3 separate regions of the Mus musculus genome follow, and regions 1 and 3 are each linked to region 2. A link is a contact called in public Hi-C and HiChIP or PLAC-seq data. All regions are on one chromosome and are shown on one strand. Each heading gives the region's core, a stretch centred on a gene start, on an enhancer-like site or on the middle of the called end of the contact. The rest is flanking DNA. Distances are from core to core; before and after follow the strand shown.

Region 1 (3,869 bases), core at 397-2,896, 510 kb after region 2:
ATTAATCATCAAAGGAAATACTGAAAAGAACACAATCGGTTTGGTGTGAGCTTCTGTGTGTCCTTGTAAACACAGCTTCTGTTCTTGGTGCCTAAATTCTTGTGAATCAGCATTGACAGGCAGGCAAGCAGACAAACACATGAACAATGAGAGCAGGCAGACACACGTGAAAAGCAAGAACAGGAGATTCACAAGAGAATCAAGGAGCATGAAGGCATTCGGGTAATGGACAATGTAGGTTAAAATAGGGGGTTCCAGATCAGTCCACACACTACTACATGAAGCCCCAGATGGGACCCCAAGCACAGCACAATCCATGTGTTGCACACCAGTGGAAGCACTCCTGTACTTCTACTACTTAGAAGGCAGAGGCAGAAGAAGGATCAGGAGTTCAAGGCCATCCTCTGCTACACAGCAAGTTCACAGGCTAGCCCAGAATACGAGAGGCTTCGACTTAAGAAAGAGACACACATGTGCAAAAGCTAGTTCACTATTCAACCCCAAAGTGTCACAGAGCAAATCCCATGCTGGGAAGCACGCGATGAGAGAGAAGCATGCGCTGCCAGGCATGCTAGGCGTGTGAGAAGATCTACGCATCACCTGGATGGGCACGTGATGGCTGGTAGTGCCAGTGATGCCCTGCAGACTACGGGGTGCTCTCATTCTTTACACCAGGAAAGCTGGCTAGCACCACGGGAGGAGAAAACAGAAGAAGATGAAGAGAGAGATGCATGGTGGGAAAATTTCCTGGGTCTCCTAAAGTGGGAAGGTTTCTCAAAAGAACGACACGCAGCTAGAGAGAATCCGGTGCAACTCTTGGCTGAGCCCTCAGCAGATGGGGAGAGGAGAGTGAACAGCAGAAGAAAGAAAAGGTAGAAAATCCTGCTAGGGGCCTGGAGCCAAAGAGGATCATGGGAGCTATAAACTCTAGTGCAGAACTCACAATTTTGATGCTTGGATAAACCCTGATGAGGGTGACCTGTTCACTGTCAAGGAAGACCGTGCCAAATGCCTGCAGGCTGTGGTGCCCTTCCGACCCGCCCCACGAGTCGATGAGGACCTCTAAGACAGTAGCGTCAACCCTCCCGAAAGTCAGTGAGCCCCTGCTGCCTCAGCCACAGGTTTCAAGGGAGAAGTGAAGGAGCATTGCGTGTGGTGCTAGCATTTGGAAGGTGCCTTCTGAGTGGCCAGCATAGTTCCCGGGGCCTGCAGCAGGGTAAGTGCTTTAAGCCATTCCCGGCTGTAGGGTTTGCACACTCATCCCAAGGAAGGGCAGAGGAAAGCATTTTTTAGGATATCCACTCTGGTCTGGATGAGAAAGGCAAAGGGTCTTCTAGGTCAAGACCGCAGACCTTGGAGTGTGAGAGAGAGCAAAACAAACAAACAAACAAACAACCCAGTCTTCCTCCCCTCAGAGTCAATGCTGAGTGTTTATAGCATAGCACAAGTGAATTTGGGGGCCGCCATTGGTATTATCTGGGGTGAGGATGAAGTGGCTGGGAGGACAGAAGATGGCTAGAGTGATTCAGTTAACATTTGGAGCCAGATTGGAGAAATGATGAAACAGCTAGCTAATCATTTATTTGACTGTCCAGATATGCTACCTTTTTGAGAAATTTTATTGGCTGAAACTAGAGAGTGATTAAGAGTGTCGGTTTCTCTTCCAGAGGACCCAAGTCTGATTTCAGTTTCCATTTCAGTTGAATATTCACCCCATGTAGCTCCAATTCGAAGAGTTCTTGTGCCCTCTTGTGGCCTCCATGGGCACTGCATGCAAGGGCTCATACCCTGCAGAGACACACATAATTAAAAATAAAATAAACCTATTTATTGGCACGGTAAAAGCAAACCATAAGGACTGCTTCAAAGCTGCGAATGCCTGAAAACTTCAACAAGTGTTCTCTCCCCGAGTTCAGCAGCATGAGGTCTCAAAAGACAGCACTGGTTCCCCGGTGACCAAGGCTGCCATGTTGGAGCTGGAGATTGACTCAAGGGAAAGTCATTCTCTGGACAGTGCACATAGACAGACATGTCCTAGAGATGCTAATTCTCAAATGGCCAAAAGGCCCCGCCTTTCAGTTATGGTGTTATAAGTATCCATTTGCCCATTAGAGCCATTCACTGAAGAACTGTGGGAAAGCCCAATGGGGCAAAGCAGGCAGAAGTGGGCCTGTGCTCTTAGGCAGGAACTCCTGTGGACCTTTGCCTTTTGCACTTTGAACTCTGCAGTCATTAATGCTGGAGTTTAGTCGATGACAAAACAAGCCTTATCAAGTCAGCCTAAGAGTTGGCTGACCCCCAGGAACATTGGTCTCAAGTGGTTAACTCCCCTATCAGGGTAGTGATCCCTTTGCAAACAGAAAAGCAGATATTTCATATTAACCAGTGCCAGCAATCAGTGTCCTCCATGGTTTCTGCCTTCACTTTCTGGTTTGAGCTCCTACTCTGACTTTTATTTTAGGATGGACCAAGACCTGTAAGCTGAAACAAACCCTTTCCTCCTCTTAAGTTGCTAGTGGTCATGGTGTTTGTCATAGCAACAAACACCAGGCTAGAACAGCTGTTCTCACTGCTTTCGCCATCCCTCAGCCTCTCATATATTCATCTGTTTGCTTATGGTCATCCCCTCCTCAACCCTACCCCACCCCTGAAAAGAATGGCCAGGAAGCCCCTTCTCTTTCTGTGCCTTCCTGCTTTGAATGGTGTCTGGTGTAGGGGTAGAAACAGTGATATTTCCTCAATGAACAAATGAATGCAAACAATATATTATGGGCTGTTCTAAAATAGGATTGTAAGTCTTGGAAATACATCTGACATTAAAATGCTCACGAAACATTAAAGTAGGACAGAGAAGATGTGAAATACACAGGCGTGAGTGGCCTGCTTTTAGAACATGTGCCCATGTGGCTCTTTCTTCTCCTGGGGCACGCACTGTGGCTGTAACTTTTGCAGTTGAAGGTGTTATGACCATATCAGTGTAAACTTCTATTTCTTCACAATGCTGTGGATGGCAGATTTGTCTTTCTTCTGTTAAGTCTTAGCAACATCATCCATACAACTTTTTTCTCATTAAGTCAAGAACCTTTGCTTTTGTTTTTGTTTTTTTTTTTAATGTATAACTTCTCTATGACAAGATTCAATTATCTGCATCACTGCTTTTTGTGGTCTGGTGCTGTGATTAAGTCAAAGAAGAGTAGCTTGAATGTAAGCCCTACAACATTGGTGAGACAACCAGGATGGGTACCAACAGGGCTAGCGGGAGGGTAGCATATACAGTTCAGATACACTGGACAGAGAGGTTTGTGTCCTTAGCAGGATGGATGGGGGTGGCATGGCTTCATCACACTGCTTAGCCCAGCATGTGATTTAAAATGTTCAAATTGTTTACTTTTTGAAGTTTTCCACGGTAGTTCCTTCCTCCAGCATGGAGTTAAAGGTGGAAGCTTAAGTGTATTTCTGGGTTCTCTCCATATCTATCTATCTATCTATCTATCTATCTATCTATCTATCTACCTACCTACCTACCTACCTACCTACCTATTTACCTACCTACTTATTGTCTATTCATCTGTCTGTCTGCCTATTTCCTACCTATCTATCTATTTGAGGATAATTCATTAGAGTGATTGTGATGTGTTTATACAGAGCATCTACAAGCTTTAGACCCTGGGTTCTTGAGCGCAGTCTAGAAGTCCCAAAGCCTCAGAACTGGGGAAGCCAATAGTGGGGCTCTCAGTCCAGATTAGAGGCTAATGGACCAGAGGGTCAGTTAGTGAAAGTCCTGAAGTCAAATCTAGAAATCCTGGACTTCTGTTCCCAGAGCAAGAAGAGAAGGATATTCTTGGACAGACAGACAGACAGACAGACAG
Region 2 (3,926 bases), core at 266-2,765:
TCTCTTGGTCTGTCACCTTAGTGGAAGTTTGTCCAGTTTTTTTAAGCATAAGTGAGGTCAGTGATCTCTGCAAAAAGAAATGAAATTGAATCAGCTCTCCCTAGTCCACCTGCTAATGAAGATGGAGAGCCTGGCACTGGAAGGTCTGTTAAGTGGTGGGTGTTTCAGTAATCGTCCTCTCTGCTCTGATTCAGGATGGGTTTTCTGCTGGAATATCTTAGCTTCAGACCTACTGTTACGTAAACGTGTATTGGCTCCTGGGCTGAGAGGTCTCAGCAGTTTAAAATGCTTGTTCTTGCTGAGTGCCCACATGGTGGCTCACAGCCATCTCTCTATCTCCAGCTATAAGACCCAGTGCCCTCTTCTGACCTCCTACATACATACATGCAGGCTAAACATACATAAGTAAACTTACATTTTTAAAAAATAGAATTTTTATTGCTTTCTTTTAAGTGAAGAGGAGTGGTTTAAACCCGAGCTGTCCACCCATACACCCCCTCCTTGAAGAAATGAAAGTTGTTCTGCTAAACCTTTGCTCTAGAAGGAGAGAACATGAATGTGTGTGTCTCCTGACCTCAATGGAGAAAACTGGTCTTGGTGTATTTTTTCATACCCACAAAGTAAATAAATGGGTTGCTCTTGCGCGTGCTCGATTGGCCAGGAAGAACAACGCTGCAACAGGATCCTTCTGCACACATTTATTGGGAGAGCTTGATTGTAGAGGCGAAAAGACCCCGAGCCCAGAACTGGTGCTGCTTTTATAGGCCTAGGAGAGGCGTGTCTTACACCCGGATTGGTTATGTACTACGCCTCATTTGCATGTTCCTCATCTGATTGGCTACTCTCTCTCAGTACCTCACAGAACCTCATTATCATACCTCATTTGCATGTCTCACATCTGATTGGTTACTCTCTCAGTAGCTTACAGAACCTCATTATCATACCTCATTTGCATGTCTCACATCTGATTGGTTATACTCTCAGTACCTTACAGAACCTCATTATCATGCCCGGGCCAGGCAGTGTCTTTGCAAAAAACTTTACTGCATATGTACACATTGGTTGTTTGTCCAAACTTATGCGTGGTGGCCAGCAGTAGTCAGTGCCACTCTGCAACGGCACATGTGGCTTCCCACAGGTTGCCTAAAAATGAGATTTGGTTACTTTAAAAAGAAAAACAAGAAAAAAAGGTAGTGTCATGTCTTGCCTCTTGTTTGCCAATGTAACCAGGTGACTAGATGAAAAGGATCCAGCATCCTGCCCAGGACTCCACATAGAGAGCTTGTGCTGAAATGCAAATCTGGGAGGGCCTGCTAAAGAGGCTTCCCTAGTCTGTGTGCTCCTCAGGGCTGTGCCAGTGTGGGTTGGAAACATGCACGTTTTGGGCTAGAGGTGATGACTTGGCAGGTCCTGGTATTTTCTGGGGTGTTGAAACCCCATCAGAGCATGACTGTAGACTCAGCTCCTCTTGCCGTCTTTCTCCTTTGACTCTCAAACTCTAGGTCTAGGAAAGCCAGCCAAGTAGGAAACCAGGCACAGCCATGTTCTTTATTCTCTTCTCTACCCCAGCCAAGAGTGTGAGGCAGTTCTGTGTAATCCTAGAGTAAATAAGGGAAAAATCAATTTACTTGGCCTTGGTGTAACAGGTTCTTAAGTATATATGCTCATTATCCAGACAGTCACTGAAAGGAAAAACAAATCTAGCCTTCACATTCCTAAGCCTCCAAACAGGAAGTGGTGGTGATCTCTTAATTTATTAAGCTATTTTGCTCATGAAGATTGCAACACAAGTGATCATTAATATCAAAATAATTGCTTGCCTCCCATACCATCAGGAAAGAATTGACCTACAAGAATATGTAGGGAGAGGAATTCCAGAGGTGCCTGGCATCCGCTGGGATAAAGGAGCATGGGTATCACAGGAAGTGTGCAGACTCTAGCCATCAGAAGCACACACGTTTAGGTTTTGCTTTGGGAAATTCTTTATTCTCATTTGGCACTGTTGGTTTTGAGTAGGTACAACCGTTAGTTTCTCACATCGTGGAGTTCCCTTTTCTTCTTCACCATCACTTTGCAACCAAGTCTCCAGAGAGAATCCATCAATAGAATGTGGTACTGGCCTTTGCACACCTCCTGTTTGGCACAATGACAGATGCTCTTTCATTTCTTTCCAGGGATGATGACATTGAAGTCATTGTGGATGAGACCTCAGACCACACAGAAGAGACCTCTCCCGTCCGAGCTGTCAGCAGAGCAGCTACGTGAGTGGACTGGCTGGGTGGGCGAAAGGCAAGCGCCAGCATCACTGTGACTGCTCATTTGTGGACATGAGAACCTAGTCATATGTACCCAGAGCCCCCACGCCCTGTCCACCCCACAGAGAGGAGAGTGGAAGGGAGACAGGGTACCAGTGGCCTAACATTTCTAACACAAACAGGTACAATGGCCTTCTGAGAGATGAGTGAACCGTTAAACTTTATTATACATAGTGATGAGAGCCTAGGACACAAGGACAGATACTTAGGGTCTTGTTAAAGTAGAGCTGAAAGAATGCATTGGATTTACCATGAGTACCCAGAAGTGTTTAGGTATGTTAGACAGATTCCTTGTCATTTGCAGGAAGATCAGGTTAATCCTGAGAGCCTTTTGTTTCTTTAAGACAGTAGGCTGGGTTTTCCTTCTCCCTCCTTACTATTTCCTGGTGGTTCAAATGCTGTGTTGAGTTTGTCTTGGCTGGGATTTGGGAATGGAAAGTGTATTCCCAGGTACTTATTTTTAGGGGCTGTTTTGATTTGGGGCAAAATGTTTCTAAGGTTTAAACCTATCCTCCCCTCCTCTTTAGTAAGCGACTCTCGCAGCCTGCTGGAGGCCTTCTGGATTCTATCACTAATATCTTTGGGTAGGTTAGAAGACCTTCACCTTTCCTTTTGAAAATGTGTAAATATTCCTAAGCATATGTATGTGATGTATTATTTTTAATGTACACCAGAATTTCAGTGGTTCCAAGAACAAGGATGCCTTAATTCAGCTTGTCGTTTAGCTTCTTCCTCTTTCTGCAACTTCCTTTCTTTTTATCTTGCTGCGAGCTGATCTATGGCCTTTCCCTTTAGTCTGTCCGAATCTCCCCTTTTGGGACATCATTCTTCTGATGCTGCCAGGTGAAAATATTACCCTCTCAGCCCAGCATGTGAGTGTGGGTTATTGATAATCGTGCTGATCACGCTGTGCTGCCCGCAATCATCGATGTCCACATGCTAACCAGGATGCTTTGCATGCTCCTAGGAATGAATGCTGGAGCCCTGGAGCTGGGCAGTCAGGTTGGGCTCCATGCAGTCATTGCGCTCTTGATGCTCTTCTCTTAGCATGCCTTTGACTTTGCCTTGACCACAGTGTAAAAACTGAGGGTGGTTGTAAATAGGCATGGAAATCGTAAGCGTAAAACAGTATTTCAAAGTGCCAGGAGTTCGCCTCTAAGCTAGCTAGTGTGTTAGGTCGAGACGGTTTTCCCACAGTTGACTGACAGGGAAGCAGCTTTCATTTGAGACTGCTTCAGTGCTGGGTTTTGGAGCCCATGAGTTAGCAAACAAGAAGTAAGGTATGGCTAACTCTTTCTTGTCATTTGAGTGAGATGGTATGAACCCTGAATTTTGGAGGGTCTAGAAAGACAACAGCTATTAGCACGGGCACACTGCTTAAACGAGGTCATCATTGAGGCTTTTCTGGCAATCTCATGGATACTGATCCTGTGCAGTTTTGTATAATGTCTGCCTTTGTGTTATTCCTTAGGAGACGCTCTGTCTCTTCCATCCCAGTCCCCCAGGATATCATGGACACTCATCCTGCTTCTGGTAAAGATGTGAGAGTCCCAACTACTGCCTCGTATGTCTTCGTAAGTATGCTTTGTACTCAGTCCCCTCTGAGTCTGG
Region 3 (3,784 bases), core at 373-2,872, 550 kb before region 2:
TTGGCTCTTCTTTCTACAGGTGGAGCAGTTCTGGAAGTTTTACAGCCACATGGTACGTCCTGGGGACCTGACAGGCCACAGTGACTTTCATCTCTTCAAAGAAGGGATTAAACCTATGTGGGAGGTAAGGACTGGTGTCTCTAGCTGCTTTTAGGAGCAGACTCATTTTTCTTTATCTATTTGCTTTAAATTTAATTTTAAATTCTGCCAGGGTTAAAAGACTTTTGAAGTTTTCTCTCAAAGCTGTAACACTATTTGATGCAATTGTATGTGTTCATGGCTTATGGCTTTTCTTAGTCACTGTTGTATTGCTATAAGAGGCACCATGACCAAGGTGACTGTTAAGAGAGAAAGCATTTAGTTGGGGCTTGCTTTTAATTTCAAATATTTAGTCCATTGTCATCATGGTGGGTAGCATAATGGCATGCAGGCAGACGTGGTGCTGGGACAGCAGATGAGTGTCTGGATTTATAGGCAAAGGATGAGACCCTGGACTTTTAAATTTTAAACCTCAGAATCCACCCCCAGTGACCTACTTGCCCTAGCAAGAGCACACCTCTTAATCTTTCTAATTCTTTAAAATAGAGCTACTTCCTGGTGACTATGAATTCAAATATATGAGCCTTTAAGGGCCATTCTTACTCAAACCATCTTAGATGCTGTCATTCAAATGGTGCTATTATAGCAGTAAAAGTTTTCTTTAAATGCCCTGGTTCCCTTAGAACAAGTCTGTGTGCATATGTATGTGCAATGCTTTTGCTTAGTAGATAGAGGATTAAAGTGGCAAGAAAAAAACTCTAGAAGACCAGGAGTCTGGAAGCGAGCTCTGTGATCTCTTTGAAGAGCTGTTACTTGACTGCATTCTGGAACAACACTTCTACTCCAGGGCCAGAGCATTTTTCTAAGAAAAAAAAATAACTGTTCTAGAAAATGTGAAAAATCTTCCCTTCCTCCTGGCTCAGTGAGACCTGTTCCTCCCATGCCCTTAGCATCCTTCTGCTTTACGTATTACATGTTTCCCTCAGGCCCAGCTTAAGTGTTCCCTTGGAGGTTTCTGCCCTATGCTCTCACCATCCTGTGTGCATGCTTACAGTAGTACTCATTAGGCTGTGTGGCTGTAATTAATTTGTTGTGTATCTCTACTCCATTGTGCCTGTGCTACGATCTGAGCTTCTACCTGTGTACTTGGTACTTAGTGACAGTCAGATTTTAGCAAAAGGTGATTATGGTCTGTGTTTGAAATATATACCATTTCACTGTGATTCCTGAAATAATTCAGATAAAAGTGGATTCTTTTAAAAGATCTATTTAGTCCTTTTAAAAAATTATTTAAATCAAGGATGCCTGCCTTTTTTTCTTGCTTTTTTTTGTTCCCTGTTTCTTCTCTCCTTAACATTGAAATAATGTCAAATTGGAAAGTGGCCAGACTTCACTGGTCTTCAGAAGTATTCTTTGGTATTCAAAGATGACATTGTGGACCAGTAGTTTAACCTTGATGCTTTCTGTCTTTCTATAGGATGATGCAAATAAAAATGGGGGCAAGTGGATCATTCGACTCCGGAAGGGCTTAGCTTCCCGCTGCTGGGAGAATCTCATCCTGGCTATGCTCGGGGAGCAATTCATGGTTGGGGAGGAGATCTGCGGGGCTGTGGTCTCTGTCCGCTTTCAGGTAAGTCAGTCTAGGCCAGTGCTCTTTCTTGTGTTGCCGCTGTTGTCTTTGCTACTTCTGGTTGGTTTGATAATTCACTCTGTTCCTCCCTTAGGAGGACATTATTTCTATATGGAATAAGACTGCCAGCGACCAAGCAACTACAGCCCGAATCCGGGATACTCTTCGGCGCGTGCTTAACCTACCTCCCAACACCATTATGGAATACAAAACTCACACCGACAGCATCAAGTACGTGTTGGGGGGCTTGGGGGGGACAGGTCCCTGAGCTTAGCAGGAGTAGCTCCATAGTTGGGCCCAGATGAATATTGTCATATATGACACTGACTTGTGACATAGGGACATACCAGCCCCCTCCAGGGCTTTGGCCACTTGAAGTTCCTGTTAGTGAGGCTCCAAGGATCTACCAAGGTGCTATGGCGCAAAGGGCCCTTCTGCAGAAACCCAGTTTTCCTACCTGGGCTGGTTTCTTTTCTATAGGCTGTCTTGTCTTTCTTATGCTAACCACTATTTTAAAATGAAAGACAAAGCTCTTTCAGAAGTTTCTCTTGGCTGTTTTAAAAGACAATTACTGAACAATAAAATCCTCTTCCCTGCCCACCCTGACCCCACCTTTGCATGTCTGTTTAACCTGTTAGCTTTAGTCTGTACTCTTTGTCTTGGGAAAGTGACTTCTTTTTATGAGTGGTGACTTTACTTTGTATGTATAGATCTGGAGTCTAGGTGAAGTACTGTAGATTGTGAGAGAGGAGAAGGGAGGGTAGAGACACAGGAAAAAGCAGCTTTGTATCCCACTGAAGACAGTGAGTGCTCTCCATATCAATAATCACTGGTGAGGGCTTCTCCTTCAGGGACAGTGACAGATGAGATCAGGTCATTATGAATAAGTTGTGGGAGTGGCTTCCAGACTGTCTCATAGGTGGAAGGAAAGCCAGCCATCTGGAGTCAGGTCTCTTTATGTTTATTGTCTCCTGTGGCCCTGAGCCAGTATGTGCCTTTGGCAAGTCTCTACAACTCTGCCTCAGTGTCTCCAGCTATAAGATGGGAGTCCAGAAATAAATAGTAAGGTTGTGGTTAGGTTGTTTTAATCTTAATAACTGAAGGTCCTCAGAGCAAGAACACTTACAGGACCAAGTATCATTGTTGTCATCATTAGTACAATATCATCATCCTGCCATTCCTATTCAAGACTAATAGTCAGACGGTGGTTGTCATCAGCAGGCAGACTCTGTGAGACTCTTTCCCACGTGTTCACATATGATGTCGTGGTGGAGTTCACTTACACCAGCTAGGTGCCAGTTTTTGACTGGGAGTACTGCCATGGGCATTGGTCCTATGTCAGATGGCTCTGACTCCCTGGAGCCACCAGCACTCATTTGCCATCTGTGGCCCTGGTTGCTTGTCTCAGTAGTCATGTGTCAGTACTGTTTTTCTTAGAGCAGGTCTGTCTTACACTCTGCTGCAGGACAGAGATAGTGTCTGCCCTCCTGCTAGGTTTAGTCTAAGCTCATAAGGTCTACATCTTTCCCTAGGATTCTTGTTTGCTGGATTCCCATTTAACCTGGTTAGGAAAGGGAAAGGATAGTTTCCATTCACTCCCCACTGTTCTCCCTTTCTGATACCTGGAGACAGTTCATCTTGACTTGTAAAGTCCCATAAACAGATCCTTCCAGGACCTAGGAGCCTCTGGGACTCCTGCCCTGCAGCCGTAGCACCCTCCTCAAGACCCAGATGCTACTTTCCCTTGCTCCCCACTCTCTTTCCTCTCCCAATGAGCTACCTTTTGCACTTCCACTAGAATGCCAGGCAGGCTGGGCCCCCAAAGGCTCCTTTTTCAAAACCTCTGGAAGCCGCGATTGAATGTGCCATGACCCTCTCCCTCTCTGGATGGCACCATCATTGAAGCTGGCATCATCGGAGTCTCTTGTTCTGTTGGCGTGCCACCTGGAAGACCCTTCTGTCCTGGACAAGAGGAACGGAAGAGCATGTTATCCTTTGAGAACAGGCTGACAGCAGCAACTACTACAACAGCTGAGATCACAAATAAATGGTGCTAAACCAGCTTGTCTCATGCTCTTGCTCTTTATGGTGCATCAAGATGTGGCCTCTGGATTG

What was found. Hi-C and Micro-C count contacts between places; a contact is called where the count stands out from the background. HiChIP or PLAC-seq counts read pairs in DNA pulled down with a chosen protein or histone mark.
Region 1: a contact with region 2 is called in a Hi-C map of liver, with 4 times the contacts expected there. The contact joins two enhancer-like sites. A contact is called at or near these places in 3 of 39 promoter capture datasets (the C10 cell line, the HPC-7 cell line, HPC-7-derived erythroid cells and 1 more), 8 of 484 Hi-C or Micro-C datasets (B cells, LSK cells, brown adipocytes and 5 more), 5 of 115 datasets of contacts at active chromatin or transcription factors (the SCID.adh cell line, bone marrow-derived dendritic cells, extraembryonic endoderm stem cells and 2 more) and 3 of 9 other capture datasets (adipose tissue, embryonic stem cells and liver).
Region 3: a contact with region 2 is called in an H3K27ac HiChIP or PLAC-seq map of embryonic stem cells, with 6 times the contacts expected there. The contact joins two enhancer-like sites. A contact is called at or near these places in 5 of 39 promoter capture datasets (the HPC-7 cell line, cranial neural crest, frontonasal cranial neural crest and 2 more), 9 of 484 Hi-C or Micro-C datasets (B cells, the G1E-ER4 cell line, the HL-1 cell line and 4 more), 8 of 115 datasets of contacts at active chromatin or transcription factors (T-cell acute lymphoblastic leukemia, bone marrow-derived macrophages, embryonic limb bud and 2 more) and 2 of 9 other capture datasets (adipose tissue and liver).

Annotation. Positions count from the first base shown.
Region 1 is chr1:88,286,020-88,289,888 of GRCm38.p6, forward strand. No RefSeq gene overlaps it. Among named protein-coding and RNA genes, the nearest start is that of Hjurp, 10 kb to the left of the region's middle. Within about 2 kb of position 1,647, at least 19 of the 459 cell types and tissues checked have an H3K27ac peak or open chromatin away from gene starts, as enhancers often do. A contact at or near this core is called in hepatocytes and liver, where this site is marked.
Region 2 is chr1:87,771,971-87,775,896 of GRCm38.p6, forward strand. It overlaps Atg16l1 (autophagy related 16-like 1 (S. cerevisiae)), which reads left to right. Exons shown (of 18, transcript NM_029846.4): 7 at 2,175-2,261; 8 at 2,843-2,899; 9 at 3,787-3,889. Among named protein-coding and RNA genes, the nearest start is that of Atg16l1, 18 kb to the left of the region's middle. Within about 2 kb of position 1,516, at least 19 of the 459 cell types and tissues checked have an H3K27ac peak or open chromatin away from gene starts, as enhancers often do. A contact at or near this core is called in embryonic stem cells, hepatocytes and liver, where this site is marked.
Region 3 is chr1:87,224,334-87,228,117 of GRCm38.p6, forward strand. It overlaps Eif4e2 (eukaryotic translation initiation factor 4E member 2), which reads left to right. Exons shown (of 7, transcript NM_001039170.1): 4 at 20-124; 5 at 1,517-1,669; 6 at 1,764-1,900; 7 at 3,468-3,784. The coding sequence ends at 3,540. Among named protein-coding and RNA genes, the nearest start is that of Eif4e2, 12 kb to the left of the region's middle. Within about 2 kb of position 1,623, at least 8 of the 459 cell types and tissues checked have an H3K27ac peak or open chromatin away from gene starts, as enhancers often do. A contact at or near this core is called in embryonic stem cells, where this site is marked.